Linked DNA regions of Mus musculus: region 1 is linked to region 2. Evidence: chromatin contacts called from public Hi-C data. All regions are on one chromosome and are shown on one strand. Each heading gives the region's core, a stretch centred on a gene start, on an enhancer-like site or on the middle of the called end of the contact. The rest is flanking DNA. Distances are from core to core; before and after follow the strand shown. Region 1 overlaps Gm14051 (a long non-coding RNA gene). Region 2 has its middle 31 kb from the start of Prnd.

Region 1 (4,042 bases), core at 574-3,073, 200 kb after region 2:
AGCATGGGAGGCAGAAGAGTGAACTTTACAAAGGCTGAAAAGATAAAAACTGAAAGTCAACCTGGGTGATAAAAAGGTAGTCAGGGGGGAGGTTTAAAAAGGGGAGATTTTTAAAAATCTCCACTAGCAGCAGCTGGGGAGAGATGAAAGAAGGTTTTTAGGCCAGGTCAGGCTTCTAACAAGTCCTAAAATAGGCAGGAAAACCACAGGCGCTGGCCTGTGTAACTCCATATCTGTGTCTCACACTCAGTGAGCAGGGCACACTTCTTCTACTTTTGGGGGCCTGGACAGAGTTTTCTAGATCACTGCTTCTAGGAACGGGCCACTGGAAGCTACAGCCCCACTCCTCTTGTTTAATAAGACTGCAGAACCTCCCGTCCCACCCTGGTCTCAAGCCAACATCTGCCTTCTAACAAGATCAGGATCTAAGTATACTCACTGAGAGGTGCTACTTTAGTGGGCGTGGTGCCTGGCCTAGAATCAGCTGGATTGGTTGCTTCCAGCATCATGCAGCAAGACTCACCTGTCTTCACCATACTGAGCCCCTCCCATCCATGGCTGCCACAGTTCATGTACTTCACCAGACGGGGAGGGTGCGCAGTCTTTCACGTCAGTGCAATGCTGCTTCAGGTATTTTTCGGAAGTATGAAGGAACTTCATGGCCACTAGGCAAAATCCCTTCTGCTCAAAGCACTTGATAATCTGGCCCCTCAGACTGCGCTGCCCGCCATCTGGCTTCACCTTAAGAAAGATGCGCTCAAGGTTGGCGATGGTCTGAAAGCCCACAGGTCAGCTGGGTCTGAGATGAACAATGGGAAAGGAGAATTCGTTTGTTTGTTTGTTTGTTTTGTCTGTTTGTTTGGTTTTCCAGACAGTGTGTCTGTCCTGGAACTCCCTTTGTATACTAGCCTGGCCTCAAGCTCACAGAGATCCTCCTGTCTCTGCCTCCCAAGTACTGTAATTAAAGGTATACATCATCACTGCCCAGCAAGAATTCTTTAAAATATAGAAACTAGGGCTTGAGAGATGGCTTAACAGTTAAGAGTGCTTGCTACTCTTCCAGAAAATTGGATTCACTTCATGGTGCCCATATCAGTTGGTTCCCTCCAGTCCCAGAGGATCTCATGCTCTTCTGACCTCCTCAGATACCTTCATGCACATGGTACACATAAACTTACCCAGGATGCTGCTGTGTTCCCCACCCCAACAAAATCAACCAACTGATCAGTCAATCAGCCAATCAAAAATCTGTCTACCATCTATCTACCGAAAATCTATCGTATCCTACTAGTTATAAGTTGATTCTTTATCTGACCCATTTGTCTTCCCTATGTGTTTGTTAGCCTTTTTATTTTATTTTTATTATATATTTTTTCTTTTTTATCATAGGTCCCTTACTGGTCCTGTCTCTGTGAGTAGCTAAGACCAAGGAAAGAGGAAGCAGAACTAGCTGGCTCCAAGAGGGTCATTTCCACAACATTCCATTTACACATAAAACAGAAAAGCTCATAGTTACTTTTGCAATTAGATGTTGACAGCACAGGATGGAGAACGGCTGATGTGGAGTAGGAGTGGTGTTAAACCCCTCCCACAAACTGGGTGGCTGAAGGGAGTTGGTTCTGCTTCAACCTAAGAACAACAGAAAGATCAAAAGCAGTTTGGGAGGGCCAGAACCTTCAGAGATGGTGGGAGGGGAGTAGTTTGTGATGTGGGAGTGATGTCTTGCAACTAAGGTAAAGGGATTGTCTGTCCCCTGCTAAGATTCCATCAGCCTATCTAGTGTGGAGGAAGTGGGCAACTTGCAACACCAAAAAGGAAGACTGGAGTACTAAATGATTCAGGCAAGAGCAGGAAGTGGCTCACAAAGGCTTGCCCTTCAGGGAGATGACAGTACATCACCTAATTTTTCTGCCATTGTGCAGTGGTCCTTGGCCTCTTCCTAGAAGTTTGCTCATAATTCATCCTTGATCCTTGCTTCTTGCTGATAGAATCCTTGGAGCTGGTATAGCATAGATCATTTTGTTCTTAAAGGCATACTCTATGGTCCCAGAGTATAGAGTCCCAGAAGCTGAGCAGCTGGTCCTCCTTGCTGTCCTTGAGCTAGGCTGCATCATAGAGAGAGAGTGAGTAATGGCTGTCCTGATAAGACAACATCTTGTTTTATTTTGTTTTGTTTTGTTTTGCTGTTTTTGAGACAGAGTCTTACTAGTCCTAGCTGGCCTAGAATTTTCTATGTATATGTATACCAGGCTGGCCTTGACTTTACAGAGATCCAACTGTCTCTGTCTCTCTAGTACTGGGATTAAAGGCTTATGCCACCATGCCTAATTAAAGTTTTTTTTTTAAAATAAATAAGATATATATTAAAAAGTGAGAGCCAGGCATGCCTAATTAAAGTTTTTTTTTTAATAAATAAGATATATATTAAAAAGTGAGAGCCAGGCATGCTGGCACAGGCCTTTAATCCCAGTACTCAGGAATCAGAGGCAGGTTGATCATCGAGCTCAAAGCCACCCTAGTCTCTACAATGAGACCCTTTCTGACTTTTTAAAAATGCTGGCGATTCCATATATGTATATAACATATGATGCTACCCACCCACCCCATGAGTCCTCCCATCTCCCTCCTATTCCTACTTTCCCTTTCTTCTCCCCAGCTAGTCTTCCTCTTATTTTACTTTTGCAACTCACTGTTTTAATTAGGATTGCTTGCATGATCTTGGATAGGGGGTTATTTACAAGAGCCATTTAGCAGTGACTGTGGCACTGGGGAAGATGACTTCCCCTCTTCTAACAACCACAGGGAAGAGTGAGACCTCATGAGCCCTTCCCCCATCAGTGATGGGATGCCATGCATGTCTTGTACATATAGCCATAGCTGTTATATGTTCACGATTACAGCGGTCACATCACAGGCAAAAGTTTCATAGCCCTCCTGGTTCTATGGCTCTTTCTGCCCCCTTACCTATGTTCCCTCCTTGGAGAGGGTGGTACAGAAGTTATCTTTAGAGACAAACACTCAACAGCTGCTTATTTCTCAGCACTTTGACCAGTCTTTCTACCAACTATTGTTCATTGTAAAAAAGAAGCTTTTCTGACAGAGGCTGAGCACTGCACTGGTCTATGGACGTTAAATATTTAGGGGCTGGAGAGATGACTGCTTTTTCAGAGGACTCACATTTAGATCTCAGCACCCACATGGTATTTCATAACTGCTTAAAATTCCGGGTCTAGGGAATCAGATGCCCTTTTCTAGCCTCTACGGGTGCCAGACACACGCATGGAACACAGACACACATGCAAGCAAAACCCCCATACACATAAAGTTTTTAAAACGTAATCATAAAATATTTAAGTTGAATTTTATTTTTAGTGTGTGTGCGCAGTCAGGCAAGTGTGAGTGTGGTGTCCATGTGAATGGTTATAAAAATATCAAATATGAGTCTTTTTTTTTTTGGTCAGATACTATAAAAATTGAGTTTAGGACAATAAATTAAAATCTTTTTATCTCACCCACCTTGTAAAACGTTTATGCAAATGATTTCATCCCCCTCAGCCAGTAAAACTGTGGTTTACACAAAGGCCCACTGTTCTGTTCCAGGAATTTAACGTCCTAGAGTAGCAGCCATCCTTTTCCCTTCCTCCATTCCCCAACCACCAATTCTTTTCTGACTGGCCAATGACTAAGATTGTAAGGGCAGACCCCAGTCAATGGGGAAGAGACACAGCCACCACCTGAGTTAGAATAAATGCCAGATGCACTTCTTGTCGCCATGTGTTCACTCTTCAAGCAAGCCCTCTTGATTCAAAGTAAGGTCCGCACGTCCAGACACTTCAGTTAGAACGGTGGTCTCATTCTTTGTAGTCCCCAACTTCTTTCTCACAGTGCCCAATCCACAGTGTGCATGTAGATGTCAAAGGACAACTCTACAGAGTCAATTCTGCCCTTCCATCTTCTCATGGCTTCCAGGGATGCAACTCAGGTCAATGGGCTTCTGCACCAAGCACCTTTGCCACTGAGCCATCTCACCAGCTCTAAAATT
Region 2 (4,051 bases), core at 1,337-3,836:
CAAACTTCCCAACAGTATCCATACAAGATGGGGTCCATCCCACAACAAAGCCTGAGGCAGGATTCAAACACAAAATGTTCTGTGTGGGAGCACAGAGAGGAGGAGGCAGGGATGGTATCAAGCTGCAGGAGGCCCCTTTGAGAGAATGCACAACATACCTCAGACTCCCCAGCCAGGAGCAAGAGAACTTTATCCACCAGCAAGCCTGCTGCACAGGGTAGGGTGGCTCTGGCCTGCTTCAAGTGGCTCCAGACAGAGCAGGGGCAGACACAGAGACAAAGAGACAGAGACAGAGACAGAGACAGAGACAGAGACAGGGACAGGGACAGGGACAGGGACAGGGACAGGGACAGGGACAGGGACAGGGACAGGGACAGGGACAGGGACAGGGACAGAGACAGGCAGGGGCTTCTCCTGTTGTCCCCAGGTAGGACTGAAGTGCTGAAGGAGATCTGACAGAGCTATTGGGTAGGGGTCCTTAGCTTCCTACAGACATGTAGAAGGAAGAGCAAGGTTTGGCTGGCCTTGAGTTCTGTCCTCCTATTTTGAAGAATGAAAAACCCTAAAACTACACAGAGAAATTCAAGTTCACAAGCTATCTCCCCAGTTCACAGCACAGAGTCCTTCTCCTATGCTTATATGGTAATATGGAGAAGCCTCATTTCTCAAGGCAAAAGTTCCAGTGGCCGGCCAGTCGTCTCTGCCAGGGAAACAGCTTCAGCCCAAACAGGAGGTGAGGATGAAGGTGTCCGTCCTGAGGAAACAGAAGGCAGACTTTCTCAAGCACCATTGTTCTTGAGTCTCCAGCACGCCAAGGCGATGTGGGGGCCAGCTGAAGGACACCCTGGCTCCGGCTTTTGTCACTGTTTCCTGATATTGGCAAGATTAGGGCTGGCCGGAAAGGAAACCCACCGAGCACAGAGACAGAGGAAAGTCCGAGGCCCCCCGGGGAGAAGTTGCAGCTGGCCCAGCAGTTCCTGTACTGTGCAGAGGAATGACAACTATGAGAGCAAGCCTTTGCCTGGGAATGTAGTAAAGGTGACATCACTGTCGAACTAGGCACCAGCTCAGAAGGCAAGGGCTGAGTTCAGCAGATGGGGGGTTTTCCACATGTATTTAAAACTCTTGTTTAATACCCTGTTCAGAACTTCTGGATAGGCGAATGTGGGGGCACCCACTCCCCCACTGCATCTTAATACATTTCACTACTCCCAGCTCCTCTAAAGGAGAGTGTTTGGAGGCCAGGTCCACACAGGTAGGATAATATGAAACTGTCAGGATGAACCTAGATCCAACATCAGGGTCCTTTCAAGAGAATAGTCTGTGCTTCGGTGTCCCCGCATAGAAGGATACTGAATTTCTCAAAGCCAAAGAACAGTTAAGGGAGTTAGAGATTGACAAGACAGAGCCCACGTCCCCAACCATCTCCGAACCCAACATCCACACTGAAAGCATTCTTCATGGGTACCGGTGCTTACTCATAAATGAGCAGTATCATTAACTTGTGGGGTGTGTGTGTTTGCATGCGCATGTGCACGTATGTGAGTACTCAAGTGTGCAAGTCTGTGCATATGAAGGCCAGAGGACAACCCCACGTGTCTCTCCTTAAGCTTTCCTTGGAAGCCATCCACTGTTCTGTTTAAGACAGTGTCTGTCTCTCACTGGTCTGGACCTCACCAAGTAGGCTCAACTGGCTGGCCAATAAGTCACAGAGGTTCAATGCTCTCTGCCTGTCCAGCACAGGCAGAGATAGTGAGCTATCCCCTCAGCCTTCGGGGTTTTGCAATAATTCTTGAGTCTTTTCAGGGTTGTGAGGATTTTAGTCTAAAACCAATAATGAGAGCAGTAGTTGCTGCCAGTTGAGGAAAACAGCATGAAGAGTCTCTGCATAGCCCTCACGAGACAAGAATAAATGCTGCATACATTAGGTCAGTGAAGAAAGGGAGGTGGGCAGCATAGATCACAGCCTCACATTAAAGGAGTCAAGATTTGATTCTGAGAATCCAGACACAGGAAACACCAAAAGAGCTGAGAGACTTAGCACGCACGCCTTTAATCCCGTGCTCAGGCAGAGGCAGGTGGATCGCTGAGAGTACAAGATCACCTGGTCTGTATAGTGACTTCCAGACCATCCAAGGTGACCTTGTCTCAAATTTTTAAAAAAGAAACATGGAAGGAAAAGATGGCGGGAGAAGGAGGACAGAATGAACAAATGAACGAATGAACAAAAGAAGAAAGGGGAAATACCGAAGTGCAAAATGCACCAGAAATACGTCAAAAACTATGTCCAAACCCACTGAACTCAGGAAAGCATAGTTCAAGGTGGGAAGCTATCACATTTTCCCCCTTACTTATGCAAAATAGTATGGGACAAATAGACAAACCAAGTAAGGACATCAGGGTAAAAGACATGGTCTACCTAGGCTACAATCATGAGTATGAGAGCCTAGAATCCACGTCAATTTGGGCTACACAACGAAAAATCACACACATACACACACAAACACACACACACACGCACGCACAGGCACTTGTACAGGCTAACTTTGCCCATCACTGGTAGAGCTAGGAAGCAGATGTTATGCAGTCATCGTCACCACCAGAGGGCATCCTAACATCAACCAGGACAGGCAAGGGTCCATGTCTAGTCCCTCTCACAGAAAGATGCAGGGAGTTTTTATTTGTTTGTTTTTGTTTGTTTTCATAAGCTACCACCTAGCCAGGTTGAAGAGAGGCCAATCTTCCCTTAGTTCCAAATCCTTCCGGGATAGACAATGACCTTGAATCTCTCCTAGAGCTTCTGTCTCCTGTCCTGCCTCCACAGGTGCCCTCTGGAGATGAGTTATTTAGGACCTCCCCTAATGCATGCTGGGAGAACCTCAGCCCAAGGCTCTGCCTGAACAGAAGTTGATGTTGAAGTGTGCCCCAGAGACACATAAACTGACACTCATCCTTCATCCAGAACTCCAGACAGAACAAGAAAGATGTTTGGTCTTTCTACTGTATGCCATCTCCAGAGGGAAATGCTCCAAGATGTCACAATTCAGCATAATGATGTCACAATACAGTATTATCATGGAACACTGTTGCACTGTGATGTCACAATGACACACTGGTGCACTTTAATGTCAAAGGATAGCATGATAATAGCACAAAGGAGCAGTGTAACAACTCAATACCACATTATGATATCACAGTAGCACACTGTTATAGAACAATAAACGCTGTGATGTCACCATCCAGCAATGCTGTCAGGGTGGGATGTTGTGGTGGCAAAAACGCAGCAGTGTGATGGCACAGTTCATTATTGTGAATTCACATGGAGCATTGTGATGTCACAGTCTAGCCCTGTGATGTCACCATAGAGCACTGAGACACTGCACTAAAGTACCAGGATGGTACAGTGGAACTGAGCTGGGTGATACAGGTGTGATGGGGTGAAGATCATAAGAAAGAACTCTGGTAAATTCTTACCCAGAAGCCAAAGGAAGAGATCTGGCACTCCACCCCAGGGTAACATATAACTTGAATTCCATCCCACCAAGGGAAGCTCGTTTCTTATCCCACCGACCCTTGGATGAATTACCAGAGATATGTAGCCATACACTCATTCTATTGGGAAAACCTGTCATTCCTTCAGCACAGGCAAGAAAGGTGTCTTGAACAGAAGGAATACAGCCGTGAGCGAAACAGAGAGAGCTGTGTTTTCTGGAAGCTTCCACTATAGAGAAAGGAGCTGACAGTGAGCAAAATGCTAGAGCTGTGTGCATGGCTGAAGTGAACCAATGACAAAGTGCTAGAGCTGTGTGCATGGGTGAAGTGAACCAATGACAAAGTGCTAGAGCTGTGCACATGGCTGAAGTAAACCATTGAGAAAGATGGCCGAGAAAAGGTTGGGTTGGGACTGCAGTGTTGACTACATGGGGGTTTGTTCTGGTTGCCTGAGATAGTCTCACAATGAGTGTTGGGCTAGCCTCGAAACTCTATGTAACCTAGTCTCACTATCTCATACCTCACATCCCAAGTGCTAGGATTATAGGTACTTGCCACT

What was found. A called contact is a pair of places that touch in the nucleus more often than the background predicts.
Region 1: a contact with region 2 is called in a Hi-C map of bone marrow-derived macrophages, with 24 read pairs. The contact joins two enhancer-like sites. A contact is called at or near these places in 1 of 484 Hi-C or Micro-C datasets (bone marrow-derived macrophages) and 1 of 115 datasets of contacts at active chromatin or transcription factors (CD8 T cells).

Annotation. Positions count from the first base shown.
Region 1 is chr2:132,179,073-132,183,114 of GRCm38.p6, forward strand. The region is part of intron 2 of Gm14051 (a long non-coding RNA gene); the gene reads left to right. Among named protein-coding and RNA genes, the nearest start is that of Slc23a2, 36 kb to the left of the region's middle. Within about 2 kb of position 1,824, at least 48 of the 459 cell types and tissues checked have an H3K27ac peak or open chromatin away from gene starts, as enhancers often do. A contact at or near this core is called in bone marrow-derived macrophages, where this site is marked.
Region 2 is chr2:131,980,150-131,984,200 of GRCm38.p6, forward strand. No RefSeq gene overlaps it. Among named protein-coding and RNA genes, the nearest start is that of Prnd, 31 kb to the left of the region's middle. Within about 2 kb of position 2,587, at least 19 of the 459 cell types and tissues checked have an H3K27ac peak or open chromatin away from gene starts, as enhancers often do. A contact at or near this core is called in bone marrow-derived macrophages, where this site is marked.